Linked DNA regions of Ovis aries: region 1 is linked to region 2. The links are chromatin contacts, called in public Hi-C maps. All regions are on one chromosome and are shown on one strand. The core of a region is the stretch at or near the end of the contact, and the rest is flanking DNA. Distances in the headings are between cores, read along the strand shown. Region 1 overlaps ZBTB16 (zinc finger and BTB domain containing 16). Region 2 holds the start of ZBTB16 (zinc finger and BTB domain containing 16).

Region 1 (7,627 bases), core at 2,259-4,758, 71 kb before region 2:
CCCAGAATCAGGGAACTTCTAAATCTTAAGCTTTAGAATTAACCTGAAAGGTATTCATGTAAAAACACAAGGCAGTGTTTATTATAAAACAAATACTTAGTAAAAGTTTTCCCTCTTAATTCTCTCTCTGGTTACATTTCTTTTATCCGTCATCATTGTTTACTTCCCAGATGGGGGAAGTGTTGGCAGCTCAGTCATGTCTGACTCTTTGCGACCCCGTGGACTGTAGCCCGCCAGGGTCCTCTGTCCATGGGATTCTCCAGGAAAGAATACTGGAGTCAGTTGCCATTCCCTTCTCCAGGGGATCTTTCCAACCCAGGTATCTTGCACTGCAGGCAGGTTCTTTACCATTTGAGCCAGGAGGGGGCTAATCAAAATATGAGTAAAGACCAATAATGATGCTTTAAGAACACGAGGATTTCAATTTTTCTGGCCTTGCCTATATCCATCCCACCCAACAACCTGGTGAGCCGCAAATGCTGACATGTTAAATACCTTCACTGTGCAGCCAATCCCAGGTAGAAAATGCTGCGCTCAGTTTCTCTGGAGGGCCATCATCTGGCCCCATTCCCATCTGTTAAAAATAAGAAATAATCCTTTCCTCGTCTTCATAACTGAAGACACAGCTGAGCTTGTGCGTCTAGAAGCCCAGAAGCCCTCTACACTTTGCCTGCCCTGTGCCACCACAGAGTCTGAAGATGGAAAAAGAGGAAAGATGAGGGAGAAAGGAGGACAGAGGAAGACCCAATGCAAAGCTGTAGTGAGGAAATACAGCTCTGTTTGGTGGTAATGCAACCAGGGTTGGGAGAACAAATCAAAGCCACTGGAGGTTTGCAAATCACTCTCTCCCTGGACCTCCTTTGGCACCAAGAGCAAACATCAGGCACAGAGCAGAAGCAGATACAGTGAAATGCCACTGTTGCTGAGCCCCGCTGATAAAGCGTGGGGTCCACGTGCAGACTACGGGAAGTGACTTTCACAGATCCACCCCAGCCAAGGGAAAGCTGTCCTGAGCCCGTGGTGGGGCCCAGCCAGGCCTGCTCCTGTGTCTCAGAAGCTGCACACAAACCCACCATGCTCTCCACACCAGGGCTCTCTGGGCACTGGAAAAAAGACCCAGGCTGCCCTCCCAACACCCGTGGGAGACCTAAGTACTCTGCCAGCTTGTAGGGGCTGCCGGGGAGAGTTCCATGGGCCAACTACCCCAGGGACCATAACAGCACGGCCAGAAATCCGGTCTGCGATGCTGCTATAGTCATGATACGTGTCTGAGGGCCACCAGGCCAATCCAGCCGAACACCTGTGCCAGAGGAGCAATTTCCACGGACGCTGACCTGCCAAGAGACTCGTGTCTCCTTCCTGGAGGCTTGGACCTAACAAGCCAGGGCCAAGACCACCCAGGCCCCATTTTCCAGCCTGACACTTGGGGTCACTGAAGGGACCTCAGTAAGAGGGCCTGGGAGGAAAATACCATCAACCTGATGGCTCCTCACAGTAAGACCTTCAGCCCTAAGCTCAGGCCTTGAAAGGCAAGAGCCCCTGGGGCTCTGTGCTGGACCTCAAACTCATGATTGCATTTTGAAATCCAAGATGAGAGTAGCCTTTGGAAAGACTGGGCCACATCCTCTGGTGGGTGCTCAGCAAAGGCAGCATGGCAGGAAACAGAGATGGAGGCCTTCAAGTGGAGAGCCCAGAGGGCACCCTGCCAGCACACCTCCCCAGGGGCTGACCAGAGAGACCCACTGCCAGGAGGGGTGGGGCGGAGCTGGTGAGCAGCCAACTCCTCCGGTTCAGGACATTAATTAGGATCGGAAAGTGTACCCCACACATCGTGTAAATGGACCCATTCACCAAGAGAGCACAAACACCTCGGCAAGGCAGGGCAGCGATGGGCTTTGTGAAGAAAGGAGACGAGAGATGGACAGGCAACGCTTTTGATTTTGGAGAGATCTGGAAGGTTACCAGCCCTGTGCGTAGCTGCACTATAAAAAGAGTCAGACACTAAGTATTTCCTTTCCCATAAAATATTCATTGCCGCATGGAAGAGCCAAGAAGCCGAAACCTCAAGCATGTCTAACTTTGTGCTGCAGTAATAACAGAGTTTTATAGGAACCTTCTGATTGTATTTATACCAGGCTATAAATACAGTTCCATCTGAGAGAGAGGACAGGAGACACAGCTAGCCCCCCACAGAGGATGCACTGGAATGAGAAAGACCCCAAGTACATCCACGATTCCAATGAGCATCTCAGCTAGAACACGTCAGATGGAGAGATCCGTGGTACCCATCCTCCTTAAAGAAGTATGTGCAGAGAAGCCTGGACTCTTCTCACAAAAAAATGCTTGGGATGTACTGAAAACCTGGGTTAAAAACGGCACTGCTCTTGCTTAACAACGGAACAATGTCCCAAATGCCTGATGTTTACTCAGCTCTTTGTAATTTACAGAGTGCTTTCCCATCCGTTGATCCCTCCAAACAAGCCTACACAGAGCAGCATGGGTGCTGTTTTCTCTATGAGCCTCGGGGAGGTTAAGCAACTTATCCAAGGTCACACAGCTAGAAGGTAGCAAACCCTGATGAGATGCAGGGCACCTGGCTCCACCTCCAGCCCTCTTTCCTGCAGTCACCCCTTCTGATGGACACTGGAAGGCAGATCTCTAAAAATTCCACTTGATGACCCCATGCTTCGGCTGCATGACTTCACCCCCTGTGTCTTACAGGGACAACTTTTCCCATATGAAATAATGAACCCCTGCCAGAGGTTGCCATGGACTGGTAAATTGCACATTAAACCAAGCGATAAACATCTTTTCTTCAACTACTCATTCGCATTCACCATACATACGACACACAGACTTCATTTAACTAGATCCTTACAGCATTCTAGACATAAAGGGTGTGGCTTAATAAAATGACATGTAACAATTTCAGAGCATTTGACACTGAAGTTTGAGTTGAGCTTAAGTTCACAGTAAATAAATTTATTCTAGTAAGACAGGCCCCAGTCTTCCTAACTCCCCCAAACCAGTTGGATTTTGCTCAAAAGACTTTTTTAGTATATGAATCCACTGACTTCCAGGGACGTCCTCAGAGAGTCAAAGATGCAGAGTATGCGAAATCCCCATCATTCGCCCTTGGGTACACCCACCAAACCCAGAGCAGACAGACACCGCCAAAGGCTCGCTCGGGGCCATTCAAAACCAATGAACATGTCTGCCTACTCCAGAAGCACTTTAATGTGTTCCAAGGCCAGACCATCCGTGACCTGCAATAAGTATAACAAATTCTGCCTCAACAGAAAGTTCTGGAAAGTCTCTGAGAATTTAGATCGGGTCGTAAAGACAAAGAGAAAGGGGTAAACTGTGGCCTCCTCAGGGATTATTTATTCTGCTTAGCTCAATCTAAAGCTAGTGTGGCCCTAATGGTTTTTAATGGTCCTAAATGATTCAATGAATCTGGGCATTCACTGATGGGCCATCTGGGGACAGGCCTGCCTATCTGCAAACTGGCAGGCTTCCCTATTTGTTCTGCAGAACAATAAATGTCAATGAATTAGAGGCTTCAATAATTCAGTACATTTCCAGCACCTGATTCTTCGGAAAAACCAGACCCATGAAAACAAAATATTTTGTGTGCAAGTCAGTAAGACCTTTTGGACAAAAGTGTTCAAAGATGTATCTTAAACTGGCACCTCTCAATCTCAGCATTATGGACATTTTAGACCAAACAATTACTTGTATTTACGGAGTGGGGGTGAGGAGGAAGACTGCCCTGATGGTTGTAGGGAGCTCAGAAGTGGCCATGATCTCTACCCACTTACATACCAGTAACAGCTTCCCTCAGTTTCGAGAACCAAAAATATCTCCACACGTTGCCTGGTGTGCCCTGGGAGACAAAATTGTCCCTGGGTAGGAACCACCTTCTTGGAGTACATATTAATTCAAACCAGTTCTACATGTTCCACATGACATGTACAATCATAGGTAATAGCCAAAGGCTAGCTCTCATACGCTGTCAAAGGATTTAAATATCTCACTACATGGTACTTACAAAGAAAATGTACTACTTCAGTTTTGCAAAGCACTTCCGCAGAGCTCATACCCAAAGGATTTTCTAGTTAAGCCTCAGTTAGCCAAAAAACAGCTTCATCCCGAAATATTCCAGTTAACTCTTGTTTTATTACATAAGTGTACACATGCACACACAGAATCACCTTAAGCTACGCTTATTTAGCCTCAGAAAAGGATTCAACTACCAGCTCACTTCTAGGATCGAATAGGGGGCTGAACGCATCTATTTTATTTAGGAGCAAGAATTGGGAAGGCAACTGCAGAGAAGAGAAAATGAAGTTTTGATCACCTCACTGGATACTGTCCTCTCGGGTGTCCAGGGCTCACTAGTAAAAGCCACTGCAAGCCTGGAGACTGCTGTCTATCTGAGTTCACACTCAGCCCCAACACAAGGCTCACACAGCTCTCTATATGCATATACGTGAAAGCGCACACCCACGCACTGTGTGAATGCATGCCCATGCACTGATGCTGACACATATGAATCACACCTGGTCCAGCACAACCTCATGGCTCCTTTGGGTCACAGAGTCAGTCCTGGATTCAAAAGGGCCACATCTCAACTAACTTGACAAATGAAAGCGGAAGTGGCCGGGGGGGGGGGGCAAGTATAAAGATCACATACAAATCCATCGGCCCATCCAAGACCTTCCATCCTGCTGGGCCTCCGATAGGGCTGGACAGTTACTCAGCTCTCTTCAGAGACAAACGAACTGGGGACATCCAGATGCTTGCTCACCCCAAAGACCCAGGCAGTCACTAAGACAGCACGGTTCTCTCTGGGATCCGGCCACGCCCTGGTGACATTTACTTTTCCCCTCCACAAAGAGGGTGAGCTGACAAAGCCAAGAGGCCTCTCTCCCAAGCTAACAAGCAGAAACTTTTCGTAAGTGAGAGAAAAACAAGGCCTGCCTTTTCTGCAGCATCCTGCCTCTCTCCAGGACTACTGTTAAGAGACATGATTTCCACACACACCTTGCTCGTCCGAGGAAATCAATATGAAAATCAATTCATCCACTGATATATTTTATCAAGATACATGTGGCAATGCCACATTTCATTTACCGTGCAGCCCTCGGGAAGGCCAAGGTCACTGGCTAGAAAGCCGGCTGCAGGAGGGGGGCGGCCCCACACGCCGCTCCGGCTGCAAATAGAAAAGTGAATGAAATAGGAACAGAGATAGAACAGGGAGCCTGGGGATGCAACAATTACTGTATGGAGGAGGCGCAGCGCCGGGGCCAGCTTGTTTAAATGTGAAATAGTTGGGAGATTTAGAATTCTGAGTAATTTTTCTTCTGACCGTGGCAAACGCAGATGATTTTATGGGTGTGCCAGTCAGTAGAATATAAAATATTTGTGAGCAGGAAATGAAGAGGGAGGAAGAAAAAGCAGGTGGGAGGGTAGGGGTGGGGGGTGGGCGAGGGAGACCAGACAGGATCTGGCCAAGAGGGCCAAGACAAAGAATGAAAGGGAGCAGGCAGGAGGGCCACGGGACACGTGCTGGGCACGAGCGAATGGCAGGAAGCGAAGAGGAATTTCAATAAGCCTCAGGGAGGAAAATTATGATATCTGCATGGCTGCAAAGGGGCATATTTTTAGTAAATTTGAAAGTGATTTGCCACACACGGCACCATCCCACTCGGAGGGCTCTCTCCGCCGGCTCCGGTAGCTGCGCCCTGGATCAAATGTACTCGGTAATTGCAGAGTCACTGCTACCCTCTTACCTCTAAACAGAGCAGATTAAAATAGCATGAACAGCTATAATAACAGGTTTGGGATTCAGCTTTTTACAGCCAGAAAAATGCTTATGGAAATAAGGATTTTGCTGACTCTCTTCAAAGTGAAGTAAAGAAGAGAGACGTGAGCGGTCCCGGAGCCGCAGTGTGAACGGTACGGGCGGACGGGGTCCAAACGGGCTGGGGGGTGCAGCGCACCACCTCCCGAGCAGACCCCAGGCTCAAAGTCAAGGCTGCGGGACAGATTCTCGGCACCAGTAGAGGGCAAATGGCACATCAAGGGCAGACGGCAGGTGCGTGCCCCTTCCTGGGGAAGGCAAACTGCACTAACTCAGGCGACTTCTAAAGCAGCCCAAGGTTCTACTGGCCAGAACCCCAAACCAGATGCTCATTATTCTTGAGGAACTGAGCTTCATGTTACAAGCTCATGAGTGTCTCGGGAACACACCCAGGGTCCCAACTGCTGCTAACCCTCACTGAAGGCTGACTGTGGGCCAGGCGCTAAGAAGGGTTTCATGGCTTCACCTCACCAAACCCTCATAAGATCTCATACCCTAGGAACTAGCTGCTGTACCTTCCTCCCTTTTCATAGGTGAGAAAACTAAGGGTCAGGAGTTTGACTTATCTGCCTGAGATTCCTCAGCTAAAAGCATTGGAGCCGAGACTCAAAGCCAGAACTATCTGAGTCCAGAGGCTGGCATCTTCATCCCTCCCACTGTGACCTTGTGGATGGTGTGCCCCCTTCCCAGAACCAGGGCTCAGTCACCATTCATGGCCTCTGCAGAAGCAACTGGGGGTCTGAGCATCCAGCTTGCCTGCTGATAAGACAAGCACAAGCTAAGCTGCAGACTGCCCGGCCTCGGCCTGGGAGGGACTGCCCTCCCCTACCCCCAAAGAGGTGTTTCTGGGTGTTCCATGCATAGGGCAGGCATGAGGGCAAGCTGATGCCACAGCTCGCAGGAGCACCGTGCCTCCAAATCACTAACATCTCGGGATCCTCCAGCCTTCCTAAGAAAGGCGTGCGGCTCTAGAAGTGTCTCACTCCTTGCTGCAGCCATGGACACACTGAGCTAAAAAAGCAAGAGGCCTGATGGGGTGGGAACAGGGGACAAGAAATTAAGCTCCCAGAAAGGGAAAGAAATTGTCCACAGTCCTACGAGAACTAAGCAAGAAAGGCTTAGATCCAGGCAGGTATGAGTCCCAGTCCTGCACCCTTGCAGTCGGATCTTTATTAACTTGCCTCACATCACTAGTGATAGTCAAGAGGCAGGGGGTGAAGGGAGGACCCTCAGCATCTAGTCTCCAGGCTTTATAGAGAGGTGACAGCAAAGAGATTCTGCAACTCTAAGACATGTGCTCAGCTGCCTCGTCCAGGGCTCAAGATTAATCACATAACCCTTCCCCAACCCCACTTCAGGACGGCCCCAGGGCAGGGGGCGCCGTGACACCTGATGAGAGAATCAGACTTCTGTATGTCCAAGGGGTGGACACGTGGGTGGCAGCTCCAGACTTCTGCAGGGATGGAACAGGCCCCTCCCTGAGCCCTCCTGGCTCCCCAGCAACCCCAAAGAACCCCATCCTGAGATCCCCCTTTCCGACCCTTCCTTCCTCTAATCCCTGACATGAGTCCGACTGAAGAACCCTCCCGATCCCATACTCAGGCAGTGCCACCCAGCCACCCACATACCTATCTGTCTGTCTGTGTCTGTGATGACAGGGGCAGGGTGTGGAGGCTTCAGACCACTCCCGCCGTTCTCTAACTCCAGTCCGTGGGGAACTTACGATGAATACAGATTTCTACTCACGATCCAGGGTTCTGA
Region 2 (7,451 bases), core at 4,318-6,817:
TGGTGATGAAGGTTCACCAGGAACAACGTTTGGGACTGCAGCTGCTCTTGGGTCTAAGCAGACTCCAGCCCCTCCCCTCCTCCTGAGCTGCAGACACGCCAGCCTTGGCAGGAACCACCACAAGGGAACTCAGGTACCTGAAACCCAACGGAGTGGCCAGGCCCCGGCCGTGGGCCCTTCCTCCTCACCCCACCTTTCCCTCCCTCCACTTCAGAAGTCTCTCCAGGCAGAGGAGAGAAGACTCAGCAGCAGGAAAAGCAAATCAGGAGCCCAGATGCAAAAAGAACGCAAAGAGCTTAGTGAAGACTGGGCGAAAGGAATTCCCTGGCAGTCCTACTACTGAAGGCAGACGTTCAATCCTCGGTCAGGGAACTAAGATTCTGTAAGCCACTTGACGTGATCTAAAAATTGATAAAATAAAAATCGAAAAAAAAATTTTTTTTAAAGGAACTGGGCGCCTAAGTTCCCCCATGTTCAGGAAAGACCCCAAGGTCTCTCAACAGACCTGGAAAGTGATCTTTCCAGGGATTTTTTTCACAAATAGCAAAGAGAACAAGGGAGCCAGGCCCCAGGACTAGGGGACAGCTGGGAACGAAGGCGGGGCGGAGGCCAGAAATTCCGGGAGGGGGTGACGGGCGCAGAGGGGCCTACCTGTGCTGCTCCACGGCCTCGTTGTCAGGAAGCTCCACGCCACATACACTGCACTGCTCCCCGACAGTGCGGCTCTCGGCCTTCATGCCCACAGCCAGCTCCCCCAGCTTGCTGAACAGCTCCCGCTGGATGAAGCCCTGGGGCAGCAGACCCCCGTAGGTGCTGAAGTCCATGGAGACAGCCAGGGCGGGCTGCACGTGGAGGCCCGAGGTCACCGAGGACGGCATGCTGAGCACGGCATCGGCCTTGTGGTTGGGCAACACGGAGTAGAGTCCCAGGTGCTTCTCAGCTGGGGGCGCAGGGGGCTCCAGTCGGCCGGGGGGGCCCTGGCCGGCCTCGACCGGAGGCGGCAGCTGCTCAGCACTCTCCTCACGTCCGTAGTGCAGCTCCCTGGCGCTGGTGATGACGCTGCTCCGAGTAGGGGTTCCGGGCCCTTCTTTGCCCCTTTCTTCCACCTTGTCCCCCATCCCAGCTGAGATGCTAGACTCCGCGGTCCCAGGGCTTTCCTGGCCGGGCACCTCATCCACTTGCATCATCTCCGGCTTCACCTCAGCCACCGCAGGGTGCCGCCCACCCCCGGCCAGGGTCGGCTCCTCGGGCCCGGCGGGCGGCTGAAGAGCCCCCTGCAGGAGAGACTGTCCTATGGTCATCAGACTGTCCACTGCCGCCTTGGTGGGACTCATGGCGGAAAGGCCAAATGAGGTGGAGACGGAAGGGCTCTGGTCCACCATGGGCCCAGGGAGGCTCTGGGCCGCCACACTGGCATAGCCACTCTCCTCGCTGGAATGCTTCGAGATGAAGATGTTCTTCAGGTATCGCGCCTTGCGGTCCTCTTCCTCCTCGGCCCCGCCCTCCGCCATGGTGGCCTCCGTGTCGTTGTCATCTGAGGCCTGGATGGTCTCCAGGATCTTCAGGCACTGCTCCTCCAGGTACTCGATCTCCAGGATCTCGGCAGCGTACAGCAGGTCATCCAGGTCCTCCGCCTTGGCTTGCAGCGTGGCCGTGTATGCATACTCCAGAATCTGCTGGAAGGTCTTGGGAGACAGGAAGTCCAAAGTATAGTGCTGGCTGTTGCGGTGGAAGAGGATCTCAAACATCTTGCTGGTGCAGGCCAGCACAGTCCGGTGGGCGTGGAACTCCTGGCTGTCCACCATGATGACCACATCGCACAGCGTCCCGGCCAGCCGCATCTGGTTGGCCTTGCACAGGAGCCCCGTGGGGTGGCTAGGGTTCTGCAGCTGGATCATGCCCATCTTTGTCAGATCCATGGTGCTCCCCGAGGCTTAGGCATGAGGCTCTCTTTCCTTCCTGGCTCTGCGTGGCGGGGCAGGGTGCGTTTCCTGGGCCAATGGCAAGGGCTAGAGGGGAGAAATGAGGAAAGAGGCAAAAGAGATGCAAGAACAAAAGATAGATTAGTTACTGTCCCTAAAAGTAAGAATTCAATCAATAGCCCCTGCCCCAAACCTGCAGCAAGACAGTCCTGGAGATTTTAACAGGGGGGAAGGGCTTCCTAGAAATCTACATGACTGCCTTTACAGGCCCAAGAATGATGGGAGTAAAGAGAAGGTTCTGCTGTATAACACAGGCCTAATTCACTGGTCTATGACATCTGTTAGAAGAAGTAAAATGAAAATTACTGTGGAGTCTTGTGAGTCCTGAGCTTTAAATCTGAGCGTGGGGGGCTCCTGTGCAAAGTCAACATTGATTGTGAGAAGATGCCCAGTGCTTAACTTAAATGAGTAAGAATTTAACCCCCTCTTCTAGTCAGTGTAAGCACTCAACTTCACTTTCAACCCCCTGTGCAGCAAATCTCATCTTCAAAACAAAGTTTCTCTAAATCCTGCCTCATTGTGGTAGCCCCAGGAACAACACCTAGCCAAGCTGGGGCTAGCAGCCTAGAGTAGCAGCTCAAAGAAATCTACAGGCAAGGTTCTCCTCCTCCAGCCCACCTTTTCACTCTCAGTTAATGCCTTCCTGGGTTTCTACCCTTCCACTCTTCTCAGGGTTGCCAATGGCTGATGAACCCACGCCCTGACCCTCTCCTTAAGCCCTAAGAGAAATACACACACATAGTCTATGAACTAGCTTGGCTCACTCCCAATCATGGGTACCTCAAAGTGACTGTATAAGTAATCCAAAACCTCAGCTGTGTAGTGTGCATGTATGTGCGTGCACCAGCCAAAGAAACAGAAACAGTTAACACACGTGCGTGCGTGCATGCTCAGTCGTGTCCAACTCTTTGTGACCCCATGACTGTAGCCTGCCGGGCTCCTGACCACGGAGTTTTCCAGACAAGACTACTGGAGTGTGTTGCCATTTCCTCCTCCAGCGGATCTTCCCCACCCAGGGGTTGAACCCACGTCTCCTGCATCTCCTGCATTAACAGGTGATTCTTTACCACTGCACTACCTGGGAAGTCCCAAGCACACGTGTCCACACTTACATTACGTGCCACACTTATATAATGTGCTGCACTTATCTCCTGCCCACAAGTGCCCAGTAGTGAGGAGGACCTGTAATATGCAGGCTAGGGATTGAAGGGCCTACAGAGAGATCCTAGAAAACAGGTACCCCTAAAGCCAGGAGTGCATGTGCTGGGAACACAAACCCCCAGGATCTCCCACAGGCTCCCGGGAGTGGGCAAGTCCCATGACCCAAAGAGGAATTGATGCTGGACTGCTACACCTGGCTCCAAGGGGTGAGAGGTGATATTGGCACCAGCATCTATGGTGTGAGTTACCAGCATGAAGGGAAGATTGAGCTGGAGACAAAGGCCTCTCTCCAAGTGCTCTTTGCGATCAGTAACAGGGCTCTGGGTCTCCCAAACCTGTCTAAAGCGTGTCTGAAAGATCTCACAGGCCCAAGTCCCTCCCAGCCTCGGCCTTGCTGTGGCCAATATTGCTGTGAAATCAATTGGGAGCAACGCAGAGCAAGGGCTCTTCCTCTTGGAACACTGCTGGCCTCCGCCCCCAAAGGGAACCCTATTGACTCCAGGCCACAAATCTTACTTAGAAAGGGTTAACAGGGCAGTCAATCAAGAAGACACTTCTGCTCCCCACCCTGGGGTGAGAACGGAGGCCATGGGGGGGGGGGGGTGACCATTCACAAGCGCCTTGCCACCATGCGCTTTCCCCGCAGACTTTGGGTTTCAGAGAACTAGGAGGTAGGAATCGAAAGAATGGAAGCTAGTCTACCCGAATTCCTTCCCCAAAGCAAGCACCGTGGGTCCTGAAGGAAATCAGGGTGCCCTGATCAGCCGTCCCCGAAACCCGAGGCTCGGCGCCCGGGAGCCGGCTGGTGCTGGCTGCAGCGCCGTGCCCCTCGTCACGGCGGAAAGCCAGCGCTAACCAGCTCGAGCTCCGGGGATCGATCGCGCGCTCACACCTTCCCGCCCCTCACCCCCCACCCCGTTTCCAGCCACCCCCTCCGGAGACTTGGAGACGACTTCAGCAAACTTGGGGAAGCAACTTTTCCGGGGAAACCAGATGGCAACGAGAAAGGGAGCTGGGTTAGGAAAGAAGAAAAGCGAAAGAGACCCGGGCGAAAGGCAAGAGTTCAGGCGGGCCGAATGCTGGGGCGAGAGAGGCGAGAAGGCGGACTCGCCTTGAGGCGAAGGGGAAGCACAAAAGCCCGACGAGTTGTGGGAGGAAAGGCGAGAAGGGATCTGAGGGCCCTCTCTCTCCAACCCAGGGCGGGGATCCCCGCGAGCGGCGGACAAGGTCCCCGGCCTCGGGCGGGTGGCGCCAGCAGCAGGCGCGCCCGGCCCAGGCACGTTGCGAGCGTTCCGGGGAGCGGCCAGCGAGTCGGTGCTGAGCGCGTCTGTGCGTTCCAGCGGGTCCGCGGGCCGGCGAGATCGTGCGCATTTCGAGCGCGTGCGGGAGTGTTCGAGGGGCTGTGAGAGCGAGCTGCCGGCGCGCAGGGGTGGGAAAGGCATCCCGAACGCATCAGGTGCAGAGCGGAGCACCCACCGAGCGCGGCCGGGAGCGCACAGCGAGCTCCGGCGCCACAGCCGGTCCCGCCGAGAGCCGAGGAGGGCCCGGAGCGCTGGAGACACTCCAGCGCTCCACCACGGAGCCCCTCCCCCCCAAAACCGGGGGGATCAAGTCCAATCAAGAAAAAGGAGCCCACCACGTTTTCCAAAGAGAAACAAAACCCAAGTGACTCCCAGTCCGGCTCCCCTCCGCCCCCAAAACCACTCCTCCGATCCTAGCTTCCCAGCTGGCGGGAGAATAAACACACAAATAAACCACAGCCCTATCTCGCGCCCGCGCACCGGTCGGCATACATATGAGCACCCACAGGCTCCCGGCTCCTCCGCCGGCCCCTGGTGGTACAAAGCCTCCTATTCCCAGCCCTGCGCTTGTGACCCCCGGCCCCGCAGACCGCTCTGGCCCCCACTTCTCACCCCGACTGTGCCCTGGAGTGGAAAGGTTGGGGAGGCAACTGCGCCCAAGCTGACAGCCAGGGCTCCCCCTTCCAGCCGACCCCCAACCGCCGGCGGCGACGGCTGCAGCAGCAGGAAGGGAACAAGCCGAATAAAATAAGGCAGAAGCCCAGCGGTCGAGTGGCCGAAGCGAGCGCGCCCCCCCCCCCCCCCAGACCTCTCCAGCCCTGGGGTGCCTGGGCGCAGAGCTATCTCTGGGCAGTGCGCCTCTCCCTGGCCTCCAACTCACCGCTGCCGAGCCGGGTGCCGTGGGGTGGGTGTGCGTGCCTCTTGGGGGTGTGTGCCTCTGTCTGGGAGGGGTGTTGCTGGGGAACTGTTGCTCTCGGTATCACGGCGGTAGCGGCGGCATCGCCCGGCAGTTCGCAGTACCCGCTCTCATCGCCCTCAACTCCTCTGTGCTGCGAGGTTAGCAAATCACCACCGGCTGCGGCGCCTCCGCCGCGTCCCACGTCAACGCCGAGCCCCCTCCCCTGCGAGGCCCCGGCGCCTCTCCATCTTTAGTGCTGGCGGCCGAGCCCGGCTCCCTGCCCACAGCTGCCCCCCTTCCCTCCCCCCTCCCGCGCCGTTCCCCGGCTCAGCCCGCCCACCCCCCCGCACTGGCCGAGCCCGCGCGCGCTCTCCGCCCCACCCCTCCCCTCCCCTGCAGTCCCCCTCCCTTCCCCGCGCGCCGCGCGCCGGGCTTCGCCTGACATCTAGCTGCTGCTGGGGCGCTGGCGGCCGCCGCTCACCGGCCAGGCGGAGAGGAGAGGAGGAGCTCGTGGAGAGGCGCACCAGGGATTTGGGCGTCTCAGTGGGGGCAGTGGAGATGAGGGGCGAGGAGCTGCCCCCATCTTCAACCCCCAGAATTTTAATCTCCAGTGGGAACAGGTTTTGTGTTTCCCTGCTGCTTCCAGGCTCAGAATTTTGTTCTCCCAACGTTTGCCCCATGAGTGCGTGTCATCTCGCCTTTCACTTTTTTCTCGGGGCTCGGGACGGCACCCCTCGACCCCGCCGTCGTCTTTAGAAGCTCGTTTTCATGGTACCCAAGCCCAGCGCTTTGGGGCCTCCAGGCCTTCTGAGCATCCAGACTGCGATTCGCCTCCAGGCGCAGAGTTCGCGGGCCCAGGGGAACCGAGTGCCAGAGGCTCCCGCGGGGATCTGTCGTCGAGGGGAGACGCCCCCATTTTAGCTGTCGCGACCCCTGGAGGCCAAGATCGAGGCGCGAGGGAAACTTCTTGCCAGTCTTGAGCATCCGCTAAACTTCCCCCCCGCCCTTTGCGCCGCCGCCCCCCTTCCCCCCGCCCCCGGCCCCCAGGGAACCTTGGCTGGAAGCAATTCCGCAAGAACTGAGCTCAGTTCGGGACAAAGTCTTCAGGGGGCGGCGAGTGAGAGCCTGGAGAAGCTCCAGGCTCCCCAAAGTGCCTCCTCTCTGCTGATCGCTCCACTTTAGAGGGCGGAGCTGAGGTCAGGAATCCCTAGAGCAACCAGAAGACATGCGCCCTTCCGCGGGCTGCGGAGAGCCCCCATCTTCACCCTTTCCTTGGAACTTGGCGAAGGTGGTGGGCGAGAGGTGGAAAACGCCCTTCTTCTGGGCACACACCTTGACTTCCGGCTAGGGTGAGGGTAGTGGTGGAGAGCGCCCTCGCTGGGTCTCCAGACAGTCGTCCCTGGAGGTCATACAATCTTCGCAATGCGGGGCTTCAATCACGGAATCTGGAGTCCCCACCCTGTCCCTGACAAGGGGGTGGGTCAAAGGCTTCCCACCAGACACGCATGAGTGTATCCCGATGCGCCCTCTGGCACTGCCCCAAACCGAGGGTCAGGCCCCAAGAATTAAAGCGTCTTGGAAGATGGCAGAAGCCCGCTAGAGGCAAAAATCCACTTCCGGCCTGGCAAGGCCAGCTGGCCAGAGTTTCCATCAGAACTGAGCCGAGTTCACAAGAGCTGCTAACGGACCAGACCCGAGAACAGGCAGCTCCATCCCAGCAAGCCCGTCCTTGTCTCCTCGCAGGAAAAGTGCTCAGACCTGCCTGCAGGAGTCGGGGGAGAGAAGCCACTTGAAAGTGAAGAAAGGGAGTTAGTTACACCGCAGTGTCTGACGGATGCCAGGGAAAACCCAGTCCCTGGGTATTCTGATGAACAATAAAGAGCAGTCTATGATAGGGCTACTTTTCTAGCTAAGATCTACAGTCTGTAAGAGGAAAGAAATTTAAGGAAAGTTGAGAAAGAACTGGTGTGATAAACAACAAGGATTTACTGTGTCGTACAAATGGCTCAGAGGTTAAAGCATCTGCCTGGAATGCAGGAGACCCGGCTCGATCCCTGAGTTGGGAAGATCCCCTGGACAAGGAAATGGCAACCCACTCCAGTACTCTTG

The links. Hi-C and Micro-C count contacts between places; a contact is called where the count stands out from the background.
Region 1: a Hi-C map of hypothalamus shows a contact between it and region 2, with 2.3 times the contacts expected there. The contact joins the enhancer-like site here to the promoter of ZBTB16 in region 2. A contact is called at or near these places in 2 of 16 Hi-C or Micro-C datasets (hypothalamus and tail adipose tissue).

What each region holds. Positions count from the first base shown.
Region 1 is chr15:24,371,437-24,379,063 of ARS-UI_Ramb_v3.0, reverse strand. All of the region lies in intron 2 of ZBTB16 (zinc finger and BTB domain containing 16), which reads right to left. Among named protein-coding and RNA genes, the nearest start is that of ZBTB16, 71 kb to the right of the region's middle. Within about 2 kb of position 3,508, at least 9 of the 54 cell types and tissues checked have an H3K27ac peak or open chromatin away from gene starts, as enhancers often do. A contact at or near this core is called in hypothalamus, where this site is marked.
Region 2 is chr15:24,302,348-24,309,798 of ARS-UI_Ramb_v3.0, reverse strand. It overlaps ZBTB16 (zinc finger and BTB domain containing 16), which reads right to left and starts at 5,567. Exons shown (of 7, transcript XM_027979221.2): 1 at 5,325-5,567; 2 at 652-2,009. The coding sequence starts at 1,919.